Linked DNA regions of Rattus norvegicus: region 2 is linked to region 1. The links are chromatin contacts, called in public Hi-C maps. All regions are on one chromosome and are shown on one strand. The core of a region is the stretch at or near the end of the contact, and the rest is flanking DNA. Distances in the headings are between cores, read along the strand shown. Region 1 holds the start of Prdm1 (PR/SET domain 1). Region 2 has its middle 74 kb from the start of Prdm1.

Region 1 (6,493 bases), core at 41-2,540:
GTCCACTTCATTGTATGACTAAGTTGGTATCATTAGGTTAGGTCTGGGTGTGTGAATGTGGGTGTGGACCTGGATGTGGGTGTGTGTGTGTGTGTGTCCCGTGTGTTTAGAATACTAGAAAAGAAAGATACCTCAACGTAAACTTTCGGGAGAGGTGATTTTTTTTTTTAAGTGGGGTGGGGGAGGGGGTAGGACCCGCGATGAGGCAAGCAGGAAAGGGGGAAGACTTGGACTTCTGTGATCTAAAAAGTCTTGCGTGATGGGATGCTGGCTATAAATGGGCCCTTGGCAGCATTGTTTCTGTGAATTGGAGGATCCCAGTGAAGGCAAAAGACCATTGAAGGAAGTCCCGCATCTGGTTTGTTTTGTAATGAGAAACAGGAATGCAAGGTCCACGCTCTTAATAATAAACAAACAGGACATTGTATGCCATCATCACAGGATGTCCTTCCTTCTCCAGAAGACAGACTGGGGCTGAAGGAAAAAGCCGGCCAGGCTCCGAACGAGCCCCACTAATTACTGCCTCCGACGGCTTTCCACTCACTGCCATCAGTCCAGCATCCCCCTTTTTAACTGTGAGGCATTCATACTCTCCATTGTGTGTCCGGGCTCAGAAGCCTGGCTGTGGGTTTGGGAATGGGAGGCAGGAACAACAAAACCAGTACATAGGATTATAACTTTTTCCTGTTTCCCTATTTCCAAGTGGTTGAAAGGAGGAAGTCAGGTCTGACCAAGCTGACTGTATTCAGTTAGCAGGAGAAATGAAATCCTATACGTTTCGTACTAGAGGAGAAACTCCTTAGAATATTTACTTCACCAGCAATGACTCCAGAACTAACACAGCGACATTGTAACGCATGTGCTGCCAAAAATACTTCAGCTCTGTCCTTCGAAGTACGGCGGATCCTGTAATTGAGACACCGAGTCTAGGTGACTAGGGTTTTCTTTTGAGGAGGAGTCGTCCTACCCCCCCCCACCCCCCCACCCCGCCCCATTCTGCCGCGACAGGAAGCTAGCGATCCGGAGGACTTAGAATACAATCGCAGTGTGAGTAAACATGGAGGGCAAGCGCCTGCGAAGGGAAGTAAGAAGATTCCCAGTCCGTGTTGAAATCCATTTGCAAACAGAGGAAGCTGCCGCGGGTCGCAATCGGTGGGGGGAAGCCCTGAACCCCACGCTGCACGGCTGGGCTGGCCAGGTGCGGCCACGCCCCCATCGCGGCGGCTGGTAGGAGTGAATCAGACCGTCAGAGTTGGTAAAGAAGTCTGCGGCCGGGCTGGGAGGGGAAGAGCAGTCAGTCGCTCGCCAGCACAGACACTGCTGCCGTGACACTCGGCCCTCCAGTGTCGCCGAGACGCAAGAGCAGCGCGCAGCACCTGTCCGCCCGGAGCGAGCCCGGCCCGCGGCCGTAGAAAAGGAGGGACCGCCGAGGTGCGCGTCAGTACAGCTCAGCCCGGCAGGGACGCGGGAGGATGTGGACTGGGTGGACATGAGCGAGGCTTATCTCAGATGTTGGATCTTCTCTTGGAAAAGCGTGTGGGTACGACCTTGGTAAGGAACCAGATTCTGCCTTTAATACGATTTTAAAACTTTTTTATCCCTTTTTCTTTCCTCCTCCCCGACCCCCCCCCCTTTTTTTTTTTTACTTTTCTTTTCTTTCCCTTTCCCCTTTTTCTTTTTTAAAGAATGAAGCCGAAGTAGAAACCAGCGCTTCTGCTTTAGTGCGCGGAGCACTGTCAAACATTTAGAAGACTCTTTTTCCCCCCTCACCGTATGATTCATTAACCCTTTCAGTTCTAGCCATAATTGTCAATTCGCTGAAATTTCAGTAGTGGTTCTTGTCCGCTTCCCCATCCGCTGCCGGTAAAATAACTATCCCGGTTGGCTTAGGTTTTCAGTTTTATTTAACATCGTTTGTCCAACATGACTTTACATGTTGGAACTAAGTAAAAAATAATATAGTTTAAGTTGTAACCGAGACGAGGACAAGTAAACATCTCTCCTCTCCTAGGAGCATCATATTTAGGGGACGTGTGGGGAATTAATTGTAAAAACCAGCTGGAGGGACTCCGGCATAACCGTGTTTACATTTTCACCAGCGCACGTTCTTACATGGATATACTCAGTCCTAATTTTATCTGCGGCGTCTACGTGGGAATATGTTGCAGAGGCTGTCTTATCGTTTTTGCTTTTCCTCTTTGGAAAGGACTTTTTCCTAGGGCAGATAAGAGGAGGATCCCCCAAGTCTTCTGTATAACTTTAGTTACAGTAAACTGTGCCACTTCAGTGACTTCTGGGAATTCATGCACTTTCACATTTAAATAGAAAGTGCTATTTGTGGCTAAGGGCTCCTAAAGGAATTCTCTTCAGGGAATTCTATTGACTTTTTTTTTTTTTATGTTTTGTTTTTAATTTTCCTATCTGGCTCGAGATGCCCACCGATCAAAAAAAAAAAGTTGCTGGGTGTTTCCCCTTCACCCAATTTTTCTTTTCCTGTGGTCCAAGGGAGCTCGGGAAGGCTGGTGCTCAGGGATGCTGGCAGGATGCAACCCCTCTCAGGCTTGCCTGCTGGAGGCTGAAAGAGGCTGAGCGCGCGCGCGCGGTAAAGGGAGGGAGACGCAGTTGTTTTGAAAGTTGTTTCGGTAGGGAACTGGTGGGAAAGTTCAGTTTTCCCCATTTGGAAAAGGCAGGCTGGGTTCCGCTCCTGCACCACACGCGTTTTCCATTTTTAGCTTCATTCAGACGCAGACAGCGCCCCTGCTTCTTCCTCCCCTTGTTTGTGACACTTCTCTGAGGCAGCTTTTCCACAGCTCTGAGGGTCTGGCGGCCATGACCCCGGGTGTCCCGGGACACAGGACGCAGCAGTGCCCACAAACATTTCTGCCTTCAGAGGTAAAGCCAAGGATTGTTCAACGGTAGCTGTGTGTGGATGTATATATACACATTTTTTTTTTCAGCCAAGGGTTGCATTTTAAAACCAGGCTTCTTCAAGGCAGTCTACTTTACACGGCTTTGGACTCTTACTCAACTGTACAAGTACTCCATCGGCTTTTAAAGTCTTCAGACTACTGTGTTAGTCATAGCCTCGAAGAGGGAGACACAGGAACGCCGGACAATGGGGATTAAAAGCCTTTCCCTTCTCTTCCAGGCTGCCCCCAAGTGTAACTCCGGTTCCGTGAAGTTTCAAGGATTGGCAGAGACGTCTGGGATCATGAAAATGGACATGGAGGACGCGGATATGACTCTGTGGACAGAGGCCGAGTTTGAAGAGAAGTGTACGTACATAGTGAACGACCACCCCTGGGATTCCAGCGCCGACGGGGGTACTTCTGTTCAAGCCGAGGCATCCTTACCAAGGAACCTGCTCTTCAAGTATGCCGCCAACAACAGCAAAGAGGTAAGCGGCTGGCTGCCTTATTGAAGTCTGACTGGCAACTGGGCCAGCTCTCCTACTCTGTCTGCGAACTAGGAGAATTTATAAGCATTGGCAAATAATTGATCGCTCCCAGTGGCTGTTTTCATTGCTTTCTCTACAAGCCAATTCCTATTCATTTCCTCCTCCCTTCAGCTGTTCTGTGCTAATTAGTAAACAGTTAAATCTTTTGGCAAGTTGGCATGTCTTGGGAAAGCTGACTTGCAGCACTGGTGGGTAGCATTGTAAAGGTGTCCAGTGCTTTGCCTGCTGGCCCTCTTGTAGCAAAGCTTTGAAGGAAGGAAACTTTCTTAGAAAAAGAGGTTTCCCCTTTGCTCCTGAGATGGCTTTATTCTTTTAACGAGCCAGCTTTATTAGCTGGGTTTCTAAAATTATTCTCCAAACCTTGACGTGTTTATGAACTGAAGCGATGGCATTAGCCGGGAAGAGGGTCACATAAACGTGTCCTCTGTCAGGATGACTTCACTAACCACTGTTTACCTGTGGCAGTCCCTTTGCCTCGGCCGGGCTGGCAGGCCCACATTTTATGGCTTCAGAAGTGGGTGCACTCTTTGTATCAAAGGGACAAGCACCTGAGGAGCACCTGATTCGTATTTAGCCTTTTATACAACAATTAGAGCTGGCCGTGATGTGTGGCTGGGAAATGATTTGCAAAAATTCTTACTCTTGAGAGTCTGGCTGATTCATTTGATGGGCTAAGTTGCTGAGGCTAGCCCCCAGGAGACTTCCCACCATCACCGTCGCCCACAGTGCTGTGGTTTCTGATACTGTCTTTGGGGAGCAGTGAATGGGGTGGGGGTGGTAGGGAAACCTGTGTTGTAAGGATTCCAGATTTACTCCTGGGAGTATGTATTATGACTGGCCAGGTCACTTTCCCCCTTCCCTAAGCGACAACATGTCAAGAATCCCCAGAGTCCGGGAAACACTTTGTCTCTTTCCTGTTTTGTGTGTCTGAGTTCAATGTTTTGGGGGGAAGGAGGGAGGGGGAAGAGACTGAGGTCTAAACTTAAAAGAGAGGAATTCTGCCTTTGAGTTTCCCTAAAGCTCCACCCTTTGTTTTTATTTCTGATGGGAGACTAGTGTTGTATTTTATGGAAAGCAAATTTTAAACCGTAGTTTGTATATAAACATCACCAAAAAAAAAATTGTAACCCCAGAGGTCACCCTTAATTATACCTCTCTCTGAAAACAATGTTCTTCTCAATAGGAAGCCTCTGAGTGTGTAAGCCTTGGAGTCCATGTAGCGTTTGTTTTGGGTATTTGAGGCCTGGCCTCGGCTTTAAAAGGTGTAGTGTGCTCTTTGTCCCGTCAAGATTTGCCTAAATATTGTTCCGTTCAATAAGGGTCACTCATGTCCTGTGTCTCTGTAGCCTACTGGGATAGAGGTAAAGACTCCCATTTTTGGTCATCTGCTTCGTCCCTCTCAGGTTAGCCCTTTCAAGTTTCTCAATTTCTGCTGTTCTCTTGAAAAGCCACGGCTGGGTAGAGTTATGCTATTAGATCATTTAGTTCAAGGTTCAGGGAGGGAGAGAGAGAGAGAGAGAGAGAGAGAGAGAGAGAGAGAGAGAGAGAGACAACTTCCCCAAAGGAGCCAGGCACAGACCGGGAGCAAAGTTCTCTGGTCGCTCCCGGTGTTTCTAGACCATGCTACACTAGTCCCTCTTGGTGTCACTGTGGCTTTATTTTAACATAGCTCACCTCCACTAAGCCTGTTTGATTTTTTTTTCTTTTTTTCTGCTGAATTCCTCCCCCTCTCTGTATGTTAAGCCACCAGAAGAGGCAGTGCTTGTGTTTTGGCGGGGGGCGGGGGAGGGGGGGTCCTTCACAACACATAGAAAGTCAGGATTCTTTGATCCCGCTCTAGATTTTAGCCAAAACAGTCCCACTAGCGCCTCCTCAGTCTTCAGTCGTGAACGCAACCAGGAAACAAGATGTAAGAACCAACCTGTCCTAAGCATACACCAAAAAACGTGGGCCCTTTTTTTTTTTTTTTTTTTTTTTTCAATCTCCCTGTCTCCGGTTTTGAGCTTCGGGACAGCTCCCTTGGGGCGGTGAAGGGGGGAGGGCAGAAATGAGCCACCGCCGAGGGCGCGGTAGCTGCACCCGGGTTCCAGGCCAGAAGCGTCTAGGATGGATAAAATGTTTACATTACCGCTGAGTTCCGAGAGCCCCATAAGCTGTGACTGAGGGGAAAGGCCTTTCTCCGTGTAGTTTTTATCTGACTGGTTTGATCTTGTCCATCTTTAAGTGTTTTCACTAAAATAGCAAAAGCTGTTACTTTATGTGCTGTGTGCCGACATCCTGGGGATTTTTTTTTTTTAAACAAGATCATTTTTCATTATGAATTTGTGCTGTGTGTCAGCACCTTCCCCCACCCCACCCCACCCCCACCCACCTTGGTTTAAAAACAAAACACGAGAACTGTATTTCTGATCTCAACATTAATTTTTAGCCCCGGCTCAGAATCATTCTGTGCTTTTATTTGGGGCCGTTCGATCATTCTTACTTCCTATTTCCAGACCTAAAAACCAAGTCCAGTCATGCTATTCAAAACGTTTAGAACGTTTAACCCGGTGGGTTCTTCTTTTGCGGGGGTTTCCCCCTCAGCCTCCTAAAATAATCTCTGAATATTTGACTGCGTAAAAAAAAATAATAATCAATTTTGACATTGGAAGTTTAGGAGCAGTGTCCAGGACGAGTCTGTGCTGTCAGCTGAGGTGACGTGACCTCAGGCACTGTGTGGCTCCTCTGTGACTCTGGTCTGAAGCCGAGTGGTGACAAACAGATCTAGGGACTCGGTGTCCAGTTCTGACTGAAGTCCATTATTAAATTGAGCCATCTGTACGGAATCTCAGCATAACATGCAATTCCACCTCCAGACTGTTTTATTTGGTAGCGCGTGCCAGGGCCCCATCGCTTCTCCCTTCACGTAAAGATAAGGAACCTTTCAAAAAACACCTGTTGATCCCTTTGAAAATTGGGGTGAAGAACAGACTTGACATCTTGGCCTATACCCTTATAATAGGAATACAGGAAGGGGAATCTAATTGTTGGGTGAGA
Region 2 (6,657 bases), core at 2,740-5,239, 73 kb before region 1:
AGGAAGGCACTAATATTACCCCAAGTTGAAAAACTGAACAAAGCAGACTTATAACAAACTTCCTTTATTTTTTCATAGCATCTTCTACAAGTTTGCAGAGAGTGCATTCATTCACAATTAGGTCCTTCCTTTCTTCTGAACTTCAGTGTCCTCCAGCTGGTGGTACATTCCACAGAACCATCTTCTGGTAAATGCCCTCTCTCATAAGGCCTGGGTCAGAAGCTCTGGCTATACTGTGTGCTGAGAATCCTGGCGTTTCCCTGCCTTGGCCTGCATTCCAGAAGGGAAAGACCCAGTCTGCTTCGTTCAGCATTGAGTTCTAAGTGCCTGGCCAGCACTAGATTCCTATTAGATGAACTAAATTCACAAACGGACATGCTAAAATCGATAGGCATGTTGTTTCCTCTTTTGGCTTAGGCACAAACAAGCCAACAGCAAGATGGGAACCCAAAGACAAATCCTGTCTTTTATTGGGTCTTCTGAAGGAGTCTGCAAAGTCAGGAATACCTGACTTTGGCACCCAGGTCAAGTGCTAGCTGTGTGATGGTTAGAGGAACAAACCTCATTTCTCTCCCCATAAAACAGGAAGAGCAAACCTCCCTTTTTGGTTGTTTTAGGATGAAATATGTGCACCTAACATATAGAGCGACAAGTGACCATTATTGTCATTAGTGCACAGAGGATTTGAGGACCACCTTCAGGCACTACGGATGCTAAGATAAATAAACCCAAACTTTGTATCCACAGCTACGTGTAGCAACATAGCTAGAAAGAGGGATACAATTCAAATAGAAAGTAACCTGATGAAAGGCTCTGCAGTCTGAGCATGATGGCTCGTGTGGGAGAATGTGACCACAAGTGGTTGACCCCCATGTGATGCACGGTGAGCACTGCAGAACTAGTGAGAACCTGCCCAAGAACGTACTCATCTCCTGTTTTCTCTTCAGCCCTCACCTCTTACTTACACGTTAAATAGCCCTTATCTGGAAGAAGCAACACTTTGGGTTTGGGAAAACTTGAATGCCTAGTTGGAGTTGGGTAAAAATCTAAACACAGTATCTTTCCTTTTTTCCCCCAGCCTCCCTAGTACTGGGTCTAAAGGCCTAAGCCATCACACCTGACTTAAACATGGTATTATTTTCTACTTCATAAATGGCTGAAAACCCTGAAGATAATCTTGTTATTATCTTTGTGGTTTGGTTACCTTCTTACTACAGCTTATCACATATTATTAGCTAGGGTTCAGAGTTTCCACTCCTTGACACTCAAGTTTTACATTTTAAGTATTACAGGGTTTTGTACTTGGAGATGTGCATACTCGACCTTATTCCTTCTCTTGTCCTTCATCCTCTTTTCCTCTCCTCCATGTGGCAAGCCCACTCTCACCCACTTCCGTGCTTTGCTCTGGCTTCCCTGGGCTTAGATAATCATCCTGTTCATCAACATAGCAGCTCACTGTCTCATGTCTGCTAAAATGTCGTACTTGCCATTAAGCCAATCCTGATCAGACTATCACAAATCACCCTACCTGATAAAATATACTAATTTATTAGGGTTTTTTGTTTGCCGACAAGCCCTTCATTACTGCTACCCATATAAGTCTGGGAACTTATAAAGGTCCTTCAGTTTTGCTCCTTTAGGTTCCCAGAATGCCTAGTATAGCTGCTGGTACACACTAGCTTAGAGTGGATGAAGTGTGGCCAGAATGTCGTCAGGGTAGGAAGTAGAGAAAAGTAAAGCTGGAGAGAGCTGAAGAGGGTTTGAATGCTGGGGCAAAGAGCTTAGATTTTTATCTGGTCAGTAACGGGACGCTTGAAAGGCAAGTGGTGTGTTCAGATCTGCATCTTCGATAAATCATTCAAGGAAAGGCCCTGAAGAGAACGGTAACGGCACAGCCTTACAGTAAAGGTGCTGCTGGAGACAGAGAGGCAGCAAGGCAAGGACCAGTGGGAACAAGAAGGGAAGACACACATCTGTGGTACTACAATAGCTTAAACTAGGCATGTTTTGATGGCTGCCACAGTGGGAGGGGAAAAAAGAACTCCCAGGACAGTTCTCAGAGTTGCCCCATAGGTAACTGGGAGGTTAGACTAAGTGACAGCTAGAATGTGGGTGGGAGTGGGAGTAGTCAGAGAGGTGATGGGTATGTTTATGAGGTGATAGTGTACATACATACATACATGCATGCATGCATACATGTATCTCTCTATGGTTAGAGAAATAGATCTATAGGAATATATCTCTCCAGACATGTGGAAGACAAAATCTGGGACTCAGATCCCCCTCTCCCTTCTTCCAAGGATCCAACTTGGGAGGGTAATACGCATGCTAATCAGAAGGCACTCTAATATGGAGCTAAATCCCCAGTCCAGAGGTTTTCATTTCTACCAAACAGTAATTACACTTAGTTTTAAAGAGAAAACAACTTTCATTTCAAGTCTCAACCAGGGACCCAAAACACAGCTGTTTTAAGTTAAGAATTTATGTATCTGTTCTATGTGATATTTTTTTTTTTTGCCCAGATAGCAAAAACGAATTTGATTTTTGTATGTAGTTATTTCTCATTCTAGACTGCACTTTATGATAGACTTTCAGCTAACTGCCCGGAGAAAATAATAACGTCTCCCCTCTGAAAGTCACCGTGTTTGGTTATGAAATAGCTGGTAGTATAAGCCCAACTCTGTCATTTGGTAAAAGTACATGGGAGAAGTTAAAGAAAGTCAAGGGCGATATTACATATTCAAAACAAATTTGAGGAAATACTTCCAGGAGGACATGTAATTAGTCAGTGGAAGCTACTTATCACAACATAGGATTGAAGCACGTGGCTTTGCTTCCTCCTTAATCAAACGTCTACGTGAAAATAAAAGATGTCACTGAGAACCTGAGAACTCACTCCATAGGAGGAGGAGTAAACCTAATTTAAATAATAAGTTATTGAGCGTCTATTTTGTGCCAGGAACTAGAGTAGATAATTGTCCACTCTTTGTAAATTTGGTTTCCTCTTACTCTTTAGGAAAGCAAACACAACAAAGACAAAGGGCTCAGTTCAGAACCCGTTAAATGCCCTCAAGTGGTGGAGGCATCTTTTGAAAGGAGGAAAAGCAACTTTCTTTCCAAAACCCAATCTTTCCCTGACAATGTCCCTTGTTACAGTTGAAGGTGCTGTTTAAGAAGGAAAAAAACGGAGAAGGAGAGAGGCAGTTTGATGACATGTCCCAGAACTTCACAGGTAAAAATGTACAAAACGTAAACTAACTTCTGTATAATAAAAAGAATGACCTGGACTATTGAATTCCAAGAGATGAGATTCCCCAGGCCATGGGAGAGCGTCTTAAAGGGTCAGCTGCACACAGATAGGAGTTAAGCGCTGGGGAGTGCGTGGGCAAACATTTTAGATAGCTTCTGAGTCACAACTAATCCCAGAGCTAGCAGAAACTATTCTTTGCATTTTTGCGTTACTAATTCCAACCAAGTCACCCACCTGGGCTAACAAGTAACCCTTTAACCTCAGCTAACCTAGTAAACTACCTGGCAGGTTTTCCTTCTGGTAAACAAAAGGCTCGTTCAGTGTTTGAAGGATGTAACATCCACTTGGTTTGGAGTTTTGCTTACTATGCCCTGGCGGTTGCTGTCACTTCCCAGGACATTTCACGGACACACAAGCTCAGACAGCAGTGCTCTTGTAAGGCGAGCAATCCGGGTCCCCTCCGCCAAGAACCGTTCCCCCACGCAACCTTCCCACTCCTCCCACGTAACCCCCAACCATGAACGTGTGCGACTCCTTTCTCCTCCGATGTCTCCCTCTTGCACTGGTTGCCTCAAAAAAAAAAATAAAAGAAATCTAAAAGCGCCGAAACAAAACAAAAAAGTAATCACTCGTGCGTGAACCTCTAGCCCAGAAAGTGAAAGTGAGCACAAGGTACGCAGTGCTCCGTGGAACGCCCGCGCGCGCGCGAGGCGGGAAGGGGCGGGGCGCGAGCTCGCCCTGTGCTGGTCACGTGGCGGGAGGCTGTCCAATCCTAGAGGTCCTTGGTTGGGACCCGACCCGGTCCTCCGAAGCCTGGCAAGCGGGTTGTAGGCGAGCTGGCCCGGCTGGTACTGCGGGAACCAGAACCGAGTGGTTTGCAGCCCCGTGTGCACCAGCCACCCCCAAACCCCCTCACACAAACACACTTCCACTGTTGGATGAGCCACTTCCATTAGCTGCCGGAGCTGTTTGGGTGGGGAAAGTGCTTTTCCCTCGCACATGTGGGCCCAGGAACGAAGGGATTTCTGGCTCTGTTTTGCAGGTCAGGGAGGGAACCAGAAGTGTGTGCCTCCTTCCATTAATGCAAGTTTGCATAAGGGTAACTTGAGGAACTCTGAGATTCGGGTTTTCAGGGCAAAAATCCAGTATGTTTTGGTGTTGCCATTTTTCCTACTTTGACAGACACCAGAGGGGAGCTGAGCTACTGAAATATAGGGGCAGGTAGTAGGATGCAAGATTTAAAATTATATTTAGGTTTTGGGGTCGTTCCACAATGAGAACTTGTGGAAATCGATTCTCTCCTTCCACTATATGGGGGATGAACCCTGGTCATCGGACTTGACAGTAAGCGCTTTAATACACTGAGCCACCTCTCCAGCCCTCTCTAGAATACTTTTAAATGACTGAACGTTTTCCCCTCATAACACCTTAACACTTCATACGGTGCTGTAATCTAAAAGAACCAAATTCCTCACTCGAGGTTAGGTTTTTCCGTAATCTCAAAGACTCCCGGGAACTGTGGCATCTGCGTTTTTTTAACCCCTAATATCTACCACAAAACAAAAGCTGGCTTTTCTTAGCTAAATAACAATGGGGAAGCTGGTTTCAGCCACCTCTGAGCAGACAAACCCCCACCCCCAAAGCCCTCGTCACTCTCCAACCTGCCCTTAGGTATGTTTGTGTAATCAGAGACGGATTGTAGCCGCTTTGACGTTTCTCCTGGGAAAGCTTAGTTTGCATTCATTGAAGTTGCTTGTTTTCCCAGTCTGTTGAGGCGCAGAAAACTTGCACTGGGAAGACCAAAGGTTCTGCGGCCGGAGATCGTCGGGAGCTGCCGGGGCTGTTCAGGTGTGCGGCTTAGGACTGCGAAGAGCTGTGGGTCAGTGGAAGGTCTTTAAAACGTTACTTTTGCTACCTTTGGAAATGTGCTTTCAAAGAATGGAACCGGGGGGTAGTGTTTAAACTAGGATATCTGTGTGGGGAAAGACAGACACCCAGTGTTGGGGACACTTAACCAGAGGGGACCTCCTGTTGCTTCATCCCTCCGAAGGCATTCATTATTTAAATTTTTAAAACGGGATAGAAGGGAAGAACTTAGGATCTATCCCTTCAGTCTGTTCAAAGAACAGGTCGAATTTCATGTCACCCGTTAGTTAATAAAACAGAGTCGCATACACCTCATTTTGGAATGAAAACTTAATATAATGTCGGGATTTCTGAAAGGCCTGCCCCAAATGAACAGGGACAACCATGTTTTACTCTTCGTCAGTACCTCAAAATCTGCCCCCGAAGTTTTAGGCGCTGGAAGAGGGACGTGAGAGGCAGAGCCACTCTGGGGATGGAGCTGAGGGCTGTCGCTAGCTCGTCCCAGATGCCAGCATTAGGACTCCGAGACTCGGTGGGAGGCGAGGGGACAAGGTAAGACCCAGAGGAGGGAGACTCAGGACCGTCCCAAGTTGGAAAAGGAATTCGGAGCTAGCGACTCACAGTTAGACTACGCAGTACAAGACAGCGCAAATTATTTTAAAGGCGGGAACGGGGGTGGGGTGGGGTGGGGGCGGACATCTACCCTGCAGGAACACTGGTGCTGCCAGACCCTCCAATAGGTGAGAGGGAGCAGACATAGCCTTCCTGCATCTTCTTTGAACTGAAGCCCTTTTCTTCAAAGTCATCAAAGGAGGAGGGAAGAAAGGAGGAGAGAGGTTTAGGGTGATCCAGAGATTGCGTCCGTTCAGAAGAGATGAGGAGAACCGGAGAGCCAGGGGTGCTGACAGAGACCCTGAGGGTCACAGAGAGATCTTTCTGTGTCACGCCCCTCCAGGCTCTGGGAGGAATGGGTTGTGCGAGACAAATTTGCGAGAACTCCTGGCGGGGGTGGGGGGTGGGGTGGGGACTCCCACTGTCTCGGGCTAGGGTGCTGCCAGTCACTTTCTAAGTGCAGAGCAGATTCTGTAGCATGGATGGCTGGGCTTGCGATCCAGAGTAATTGGTAAACAAGCCAGGCAATCTGCCTGGGGCAGGCACCCTAAACCAGAGTCAGGGCCACTGGAGCTTCCCAGCCTTCACACCTTCCCTACCTGTAAGCACCGCGTCGTGCTGAGCTTGGGGGTGCAAAGCTGGAGGGGGGGCGGTGGCGCCCGGAGCTACCGCTCCTCCTTTTCCCATTTTGAAATCTAGAAAGATGAGTCCTACTCAGGTCTATACTTTTAAGTTCCTGGTTAAGTCTCACCTTTCCGAACCTCTTTAGGTTCTCAGTTCCTGGCTAGTGAATAGGTTAGGCACCGGCAGAGGATGGTTTGGGCAGGTGCCAGGTAGGTGACTCCCTACCCTGCGTGGTCACGTTCATTCGCTGTGGGGGTCAATGAACCATGCGCTGCCTCTTTCACAGGCAGGCTGGGCGTTTTTTT

What was found. A called contact is a pair of places that touch in the nucleus more often than the background predicts.
Region 2: a contact with region 1 is called in a Hi-C map of liver, with 4 times the contacts expected there. The contact joins the enhancer-like site here to the promoter of Prdm1 in region 1. A contact is called at or near these places in 5 of 12 Hi-C or Micro-C datasets (Schwann cells, hepatocytes, liver and 1 more).

The regions. Positions count from the first base shown.
Region 1 is chr20:49,558,885-49,565,377 of GRCr8, reverse strand. Prdm1 (PR/SET domain 1) reads left to right here and starts at 1,290. Exons shown (of 7, transcript NM_001107639.2): 1 at 1,290-1,551; 2 at 3,149-3,397. The coding sequence starts at 1,510.
Region 2 is chr20:49,634,508-49,641,164 of GRCr8, reverse strand. No RefSeq gene overlaps it. Among named protein-coding and RNA genes, the nearest start is that of Prdm1, 74 kb to the right of the region's middle. Within about 2 kb of position 3,989, at least 9 of the 93 cell types and tissues checked have an H3K27ac peak or open chromatin away from gene starts, as enhancers often do. A contact at or near this core is called in liver, where this site is marked.